Linked DNA regions of Mus musculus: region 2 is linked to region 1. Evidence: chromatin contacts called from public HiChIP or PLAC-seq data. All regions are on one chromosome and are shown on one strand. The core of a region is the stretch at or near the end of the contact, and the rest is flanking DNA. Distances in the headings are between cores, read along the strand shown. Region 1 overlaps Syne2 (spectrin repeat containing, nuclear envelope 2). Region 2 overlaps Sptb (spectrin beta, erythrocytic).

Region 1 (3,907 bases), core at 411-2,910:
TGATTGGATTATGAGCCCCCAGGGAATTAGTGGGGGCTTTGAGTGTTGTCTGTGAGGATGTTTCCAGAAAGGGCTAACTTGGGAAGAAAAACCCACCCTGAATGTGGTTGGCACCAGCTCCTAGATGGAGTTCCAGACTGAACAAAAGGGAAGAAGCTCCAGGTATGGGTGGTGGCTGGGGAGGAGGAAGGAAAGAGAGGCACAGGGAGGGGAAGGAAGGAAGGAAGGAAGGAAGGGAAGGGGAGGGGAGGGGAGAGGAGAGAGGAGAGAGGAGAGAGGGGAGAGGGGAGAGGGGAGAGGAGAGAGGAGGAGAGGAGGAGAGGAGGAGAGGAGAGAGGAGAGTGGAGAGTGGAGAGAGGGGAGAGGGGAGAGGAGAGAGGAGGAGAGGAGGAGAGGAGGAGAGGAGAGAGGAGAGAGGAGAGAGGGGAGAGGGGAGAGGGGAGAGGGGAGAGGGGAGAGGAGGAGAGGAGGAGAGGAGGAGAGGAGGAGAGGAGAGAGGAGAGAGGAGAGAGGAGAGAGGAGAGAGGAGAGAGGAGAGAGGAGAGAGGAGAGAGGAGAGAGGAGAGAGGAGAGAGGAGAGAGGAGAGAGGAGAGAGGAGAGAAGAGAGAGGAGAGAGGAGAGAGGAGAGAAGAGAGAGGAGAGAGGAGAGAGGAGAGAGGAGAGAGGAGAGAGGAGAGAGGAGAGAGGAGAGAGGAGAGAGGAGAGAGGAGAGAGGAGAGAAGAGAGAGGAGAGAGGAGAGAGGAGAGAGGAGAGAGGAGGAAGGGAAGGGAAGGGAAGGGAAGGGAAGGGAAGGGAAGGGAAGGGAAGAAAGGTAAAAGAGAAGTCAGGAGTTCTAGCATGCTCAGCTGCTCAATGCATCTGAAGTCTTACCTGGGCTATTAGAGACTGTCTTTTAAAGGGGGAATAGGAGAAAGGCCACTGATCACCAGCAGTGTTCCTTTCTACCTCTATTTCCTGACTGCACACTTCAGTGCCATCCACGCCTCCCCACCATGGCTGATTGGATAAACCCTCTCTCCTTTAGTCCGGTGTTTGCCACAACAGTAATGCCCACAGTAAGGAGAACTTAGGACCAAATGTTCTGTAGGTATTGTGCTGTTCCCTGCCTTACACAATAATACTCAGAACCCCTATAAAGATGCAGTTCCTTAACCTCACCTCTCCTCCACTCCAGCTGATACAGCTCCTATGGGCCAGGGCCAGGACTTGAGCCAATGTCAAACTGACTTAAGGGACCACGTTCTCAACGCCACTGCACCAGAGCTCCTAAACATCACAGTTCCAAGATCAACAGTGACACAGGGGAGCAGAGTTCAACATGTGTTCAAGACCCCAGTCAACGGTGCCTGGCCTGGGGCATCTATAGACAGACTGACAGTGTTCAGGACTCATTTCTCTCCGTCTGCTCTGACTTCTGCCCACCCAGTTGCCCCCACATACAACTCAGAACAGAAATTGCTTAGGAAATAGGGGCAGGGCAAATGTTCGTTCTCCCGTTCTCTGCAGTATATTCAGTACAGTTTTACAAGGGTTCCTGGGCATGCACGCAGATCCCAAAAGAATACGCCAGGTCATTTCAAAACACGCTTTCCCTGCTCAGACCTGAAATCTGCAGCCGTTGCTAAGAAAACACAGAGCCAACCGTGAGACAACGAGATGACTCACAGACGAAGCCGGCTCACCCTCTGACTCCCAGGAACAGCACCCACAAAGAACCTTCCTAACTCAATTGTTGACTGGTGGGGGTGAACAGTCAGGAGTGTCTTTTCATGCAGGACAGAAGGGAAAACACTCCGTCCTTGAGGAAACGAATCATAAAATGAATTATTACCCAACAGAGTCGAAGTTTCCCGAAATAAGAAGACAAGCGCAAAAGCCTCGACGGTGGCAACCTCTCTTTTAAAGCTCTTGGTTGTGCCCTTATAGCTTCACAGGGGAAACTTTTCCTCGATATCACCAAACGGGCGACTAGGAAGGATGTTTTGATGAGCACACGCCCAAGAACCCGTGTTCGATGCCAACCTGGAAGTGCAGATAATAAACACTCATTCCACTTTTAACACAGAATTTATAGTCACCGCTCCTTTTCAGCGTTTGCTTTCCTTTCTGAACCCGCAGCTCAAACTTGTTAACCAACAGTTTCGCCACGCATTAGCGTGCCCAACAATCCCTTCCCATGTTGCCTGCCACAGAATTGTCACGCCTCCTAGATCTTTGGGTCGTGGGTTTTTGTATCCGTTTGAGGGGCCTGGAGAATGCTCATGAACGGCGTTTGATGTGAATAAATCCCACACACTACATCATTTCATCCACAGATAACTGGGTTGGACGTTGTTTAAGGCTTTAGAGACAAGCCTGAAGGTGGTCATCTGAACTGTAGCCAGCCCTGTTCCTGAGCGAGCAGCGTTTTTTAAGTGAGAATTAGCTAACTCCTATGGTATGAGCCCTTAATTAATGACTCACGCCGAAGCAGCTAAGCATGAAGATCTTAGTCATAGGTGATAAAATCAGCCTTGCTCTCCTGATACCATACTCGGTTCCTGAGCCTGAGAAAAACAGGTAGTCCCTGTGCAAATGAGTTCTGCCCTCTCTCCCCATAAAACTAAACACCCCAGAGGCTGGTCTCTGCCAAACCATGTTATTATAACCTTGAAGAAAACACTGCACATAGGGACACTAAGACCAGTGTGGTTTGTTTTGATTTCGGTTTTTTTCTTTTGGTTCTGGGGCTAGAACCCAGGCCTCCCACATGGCAAACACATGTCTACCACTGAGCTACAGCCTCAGCCCAAGGGGAGCTAAACTGCTGGAACGAGTCATGAGACGTCTTAACTGACATGTAAAACTCTGCCCTCCAACCCTTCAAAACCTTCTCATACCTCCCCTTTCCCCAAAACCTGCCTTTCAAATTCGAAGTGTCCCTGCAAGCACAACTCAATTTTAGTGGGATGGAGGTATTATACATTGTATTATTCTGAAACATAATCTGTAAATAGAATGTGCTAGATGTTAACACAATACTGCAGTACATAAAATTTTAATAACACTCAGAGTAATAACAAGCCTGCTTACCTGCAATGACTTTATGCTAATCAGAGGGATATTTATGGCCACACTGGTTTTCTTTTATTCACCTTTGTACAAGTGAGCTCTAAAGAAATTTATCCATACTTCATGTAAATCGGCTTCAAATTTGTCTGGAGCATCGTAAAAATCAAATAATGTAAAGCCCAGTTTCTTACGGGTGAAATGATACAATACATAGAGTTTATCTCCTAACTCTCCAGCCTCTGGGGAAAGGTGACGGTGGTCAGTGTGGTCATCATGGGCACCAGGAATGGCTACGCGGGGTTCATTCGCTGCTATCTCCGCTTTGGAGAACATCAGAAATCTTTCTAGTTAAATGTTTCAAAAGTCGACTTACTACTGTTCTAGGACCAGACACAATTTTTGATCACTTTTGAATTTTCATTTCACCTATATCATAATTCATTTGGGTAGAGGGTTGAGAGTTTGGTTGCCATCTTTGTTATTTATTTCCTATGGGCACATGTGGAACTCGGAGCACAACTTTCAGGAGTCAGTTCTCGGGCCCATGTGAACTCCAGAGCCAATCAGCTAACAAGACAGAATGCCCTGACCCTCCCGGCCTCTAATTACTTGCAGCTTGTCTGTCTGTCTGTCTGCCTATCTGTCTGTCTGTTTCTGAGCTAGTGTCCTCTGGGGCCCAGGCTGACTCCTGACTCACTTTGCAGCACAGGTGAACTGGACCTTGCCATGGTCCTTACCTCCACTCTCTGAGCACTAGAATGGCAGGTGTGTGCCCATAATCCCAGCATTCAAGAGGCAGAAGCAGCAGTATGCTACAAGTTCAAGGTCGACCTAGCCAAAGTATCAAGACACTG
Region 2 (3,907 bases), core at 657-3,156, 770 kb before region 1:
ATGCAGACAGAAAGCCCAACCTCCTTTCAGAGAGGTCCTCCCCAGCTCACTACAGCCCCCCTTCACTGCCCTTAACCTCTGGCCCATCACAGGAAGGTTCAGTTGTATGCTGTGCCTTCTCATGAATGGGCCTGGGGTGCCATGGCTCTCCTGCTGGTCCTATCTGTGCAGTCTGGTGTCGGGTCCTGTAGTTTAGATACATGCCACATTGCTTCGTGTAAAAGCCCTTACTAATGCATGTCGCTTCCTGCTGGAGTTACGAATGGGAGTGGAACACCACGTACCCCTTGCCCTGCCTGGATAGTGCCTGGATAGGTGGCACCCTGCGGGCCTTGATCCAGCCTTCCCTTTCCTGTGTGTGTACATGCAATGACTGAGCTGCCAAACCATCACTGTGCACTGCCACTACTGCCCCTCGCCTCTGCATGTTAGAATGCATTCTGGTAAAAGCCGGACCCTTCCCACAGGTAAGTGTGAGGCCAAGCCAGAGACACAAGGTATCACAAGAAGCAAGACTCGGGATGAAGTCAGAATGTCTGGGGTCTGGTCTTTGGTTCTGGTTAACCTGTGTGGGTTTGGAATCCTCTCCCCGTCCCCAAGCCTCTTGCCTTATAAAGGTCTTTTTGTAAGGTTACAGAAAGTCCACAGTCCCACGAGTCAGCGACGTAGCCTTCCAAGGGGGAGACTGAGAGGATGGCTTTCCTATTTTCCTTCCATCTGCTCCTAACTCTGAGATTCCGGAAGCTACTGTGAAATCAGGATGGGGAAGGAGAGGTCACAGCCTAGGGTGTTTGCCCTTGTCCCTCTTTGAGGAAAGGACTGAGGTTCAAACCTATATAATGCCAGAAGTGGAGCCCTGAGGGGGCCTTCAGCCGGAGGGTAAAGCAGGAGGACTTTCTGGCAAGAGACAGGCACCCTCTCTGCCTCCTGTGCTTCCCTTCCCCTGGGAAAGATCCGGTCCTCTCCTGAATGTTCATCTTCCAGGCATTGCTCCTCAGACTGCCCAGTGTTGTGTTTGTAGGAAGATGTTTCCTCCTAGGAGAGAAGAGAGCAAGCTCTCATGGGGTTAAAGAGAGTGTGAGTTTCCTCAGGCTCAAAACCTCTTCCTACACACTGCTGTGTCACACTGTCCCTGCTGGGATGACAGGAGTGACACCCCTGAAAGACTCAGATGCTGTTGGGGGCTGTAACGAGAAACAGTCTTAGTTTGGAACCAACCTACCCTTCCTGCCTCCAAGTCCCCAGGCTAGGCCCAGTGTGCAGTGCAGGGGGACCCCAAGGATCAAAGCCACTCCAGACGGTGTCAGAGTGGGTGCTACTCATGGTCAGTCTGGCAGGGACGAATCTTACCCCAGGGTAGTTCCCAGCCACCACTCTTTAAGTGTGACCTTCCATGAATGGCCACACAGCCAACTTCCCCTGAGACAGGCTGATCGTCAGAGTAGGGCTGCCAGGGTAATCTGAATCTTGCTGATCTTCCTTCCATTGTCTCAGAGGCTTTGGGAGAGCAGCCAGCACATGTGAGTGAGGGGCTGTACCCCAAGGGCTGTGCAGGCACCAGGATCTCGGGGTCCATGGCCACCCCTGTGGCAAGGCCTTGATAGCTCCAGCCACAGTTGCCCCCAGCAGCCAGCTTTGCTCAGCAGCCAGCAGTGAGGCTCTGACGTTGGTGGATGCTGTGCGAGTGGGATAGCAGCTGTTTCTTCTTGCCTAAACAGCTTTCCCAGTCCTTGCCCCTCCCACACCCCCAAACAGCAGCTTTTTCAGACATTTTGCCTCAAATGCAAATCCTCTTTGTTCCAAATGGGCAGTCTCTGCCTGAAACAGACGTCAGCCTTGCCCCAAACTTGGGCGTGTTTCTCTCTCCCCAGGATGCCTGAGTCAGCGTGGCAAGGGTGTGTCTGCCTGCAGTCTGGCACTGTGCCCTGGCTCCCTAGAGAAACCTTCTCTCTTTCTGGGCGTTACACACAGCAGGGTGTGGCCAGCTCTCTCTTTGCTATGCCAGATGCTAATGCCTGGTCCTTCTGCTGCAAAGTCTCCCCCAAGTTTCTTGTTTCAAGCTCTATGTTCTCCAGTCCCCTGTCCCCCAATACCGATGGACTCAGGATGAGACTCAGCTAACATTCGGGAGCACCTGGGAAGTGGGTGGAGAACTGCCTACTTGACAGTGCCAGGGTCCAGGCCTCTAAAGTCAGCTCACAGGTCATACACATTGAAAACCACCTCGCTTGCTCTCTGGTGGCAGTGGGTCAGGCGGCCTCCTGTGTCCAAGAGAAGCCTCCACTTCCCTTTGCTTTGTCCAGTGCCATGAACCATATTCCCTCTATCTTGCCCAAGCTCCTCAGTAGACAACAGTTGCCCCTTGGAGTGTAGGATTGAGCCTCTCTGCTTCCAAATCCCACTCCTGGCAGCCCCTCACCATCTCCTGGCCTGCCATATGCCAGTCTGCCTTTCCTTCTCCACCCTACACTTCTGGTTCAGCAAAGCCTCTCCTTTGGGGGAACTGTCGACCCCAAGGCTCCGTGGTCTCATGCATGTCTTTGGCTGCTTTTCGACTCAGCAAACGGATTCTTTCTCTTCTCTTGCAAACAACTGTTTTCAGGTACCCTTCGCAAGCTATCTAGACAACCCTTCTCCGTCACAGCCCAGGGGCCAAGACGTCAGGCACTGGGGAGAATAAACATCCCGAACTGCTAGGGTTGCTGCTCACCCTGCCCTCACCTGGCACTGTTTGGTTGCCTAAAGCATCTAGCAGTGTGTCTTTTGTGGTGCAAATCCCATTTCCAGCAGAGAAGAGAGCAGATCATACCACCTTAACAAATTGGCCACATGCCTGATGTAAGCTGGGCACATCTCATTTAGACTGGGAACCCAACAGGTGATACTTTCTTCAGCAGTCACGGTATTATGCGCACATAAACACACCTGGACTGAATAGAAAAAGCATTGTGTTTGGAGCTAAGCAGACCCATCTTCTACCTTCCATTGTTAGATATATGGCTGTGGGCAGATTTCCTGTTCCCCGTAATCTGTAAAACAGAGAGCCTGTGAGGCTTGCGAGACAGAATGTGCATAGAGAACTTGGTGCTTAGCACATGGTCAGTTAGGTCCCGTCATCCTTACCTTAACCCTTCATCTTTGAGAAGAACCTTCCCTCATATGGACTCTAACATTACCACGGTTGTAGACAGCAACCAGCCCAAGGCCTCCATCCTTGACACTCCATCTATGTACGTTCTAGGCTCCTGTCCCAGAACTCATCTCACTGCTAACATGAAGCAGTCTGTTCTGAGGTCCATCCATGCCCCTGGCTCTCACCAACATTAACAGTAGAGGGAGAGTTCTGTCAGCAGGGTTCTTTTGCTTATGGGTCCATCGTAATTCACTGAGCATCTTTAGGAAGACCCTGTGGTCCTGGGCCAGGGTATTTTGGCCTGTGGAATTAATGGTCTGTGTGCAGTCCCCCACACCCCCTGCTGGCTGATCCTGGAAATGCATCTTTAAAAGCCAAGCTTATGTGACTTACTTGACTTTGCAAGGCTGTCAAGATTCCACCAAGACTCCCAGGAGCCAGGAGTCTCTCCTTGTTTAGCCTCAATCCCAGGAGGTCCTACAAGGCTCTTCTGAGTGTCTTTTCTTTCCATAATGTCCCCCAATCAGCAGCCAATTCCCTTCTCAGACATCGTGCCAGCAGCTGGTACACACATCTTCCCATCAGACACCTCTTCTTGTGTGTTTTAACAAATCAGCAAACCAGCCTCTACCGCAGGCAGTGTGTCCTCCTATTGCAGGCCCACCCTGCCCGCTGGCCCCCTCTTAGGGCCTAGACATCTGCACTACCTTCCAGCCTGACCCCCAGAATTTCTTCCAGGTAGCTCTACATTCTCCTTCAGGCTCCCTGGGTGAT

Evidence for each region. HiChIP or PLAC-seq counts read pairs in DNA pulled down with a chosen protein or histone mark.
Region 2: a FOXA1 HiChIP or PLAC-seq map of pancreatic cancer cells shows a contact between it and region 1. The contact joins two enhancer-like sites. A contact is called at or near these places in 1 of 39 promoter capture datasets (pre-B cells) and 2 of 115 datasets of contacts at active chromatin or transcription factors (forebrain and pancreatic cancer cells).

The regions. Positions count from the first base shown.
Region 1 is chr12:75,825,719-75,829,625 of GRCm38.p6, reverse strand. The region is part of intron 1 of Syne2 (spectrin repeat containing, nuclear envelope 2); the gene reads right to left. Among named protein-coding and RNA genes, the nearest start is that of Gm40447, 8.0 kb to the right of the region's middle. Within about 2 kb of position 1,660, at least 88 of the 459 cell types and tissues checked have an H3K27ac peak or open chromatin away from gene starts, as enhancers often do. A contact at or near this core is called in pancreatic cancer cells, where this site is marked.
Region 2 is chr12:76,591,975-76,595,881 of GRCm38.p6, reverse strand. The region is part of intron 32 of Sptb (spectrin beta, erythrocytic); the gene reads left to right. Among named protein-coding and RNA genes, the nearest start is that of AI463170, 46 kb to the right of the region's middle. Within about 2 kb of position 1,906, at least 197 of the 459 cell types and tissues checked have an H3K27ac peak or open chromatin away from gene starts, as enhancers often do. A contact at or near this core is called in pancreatic cancer cells, where this site is marked.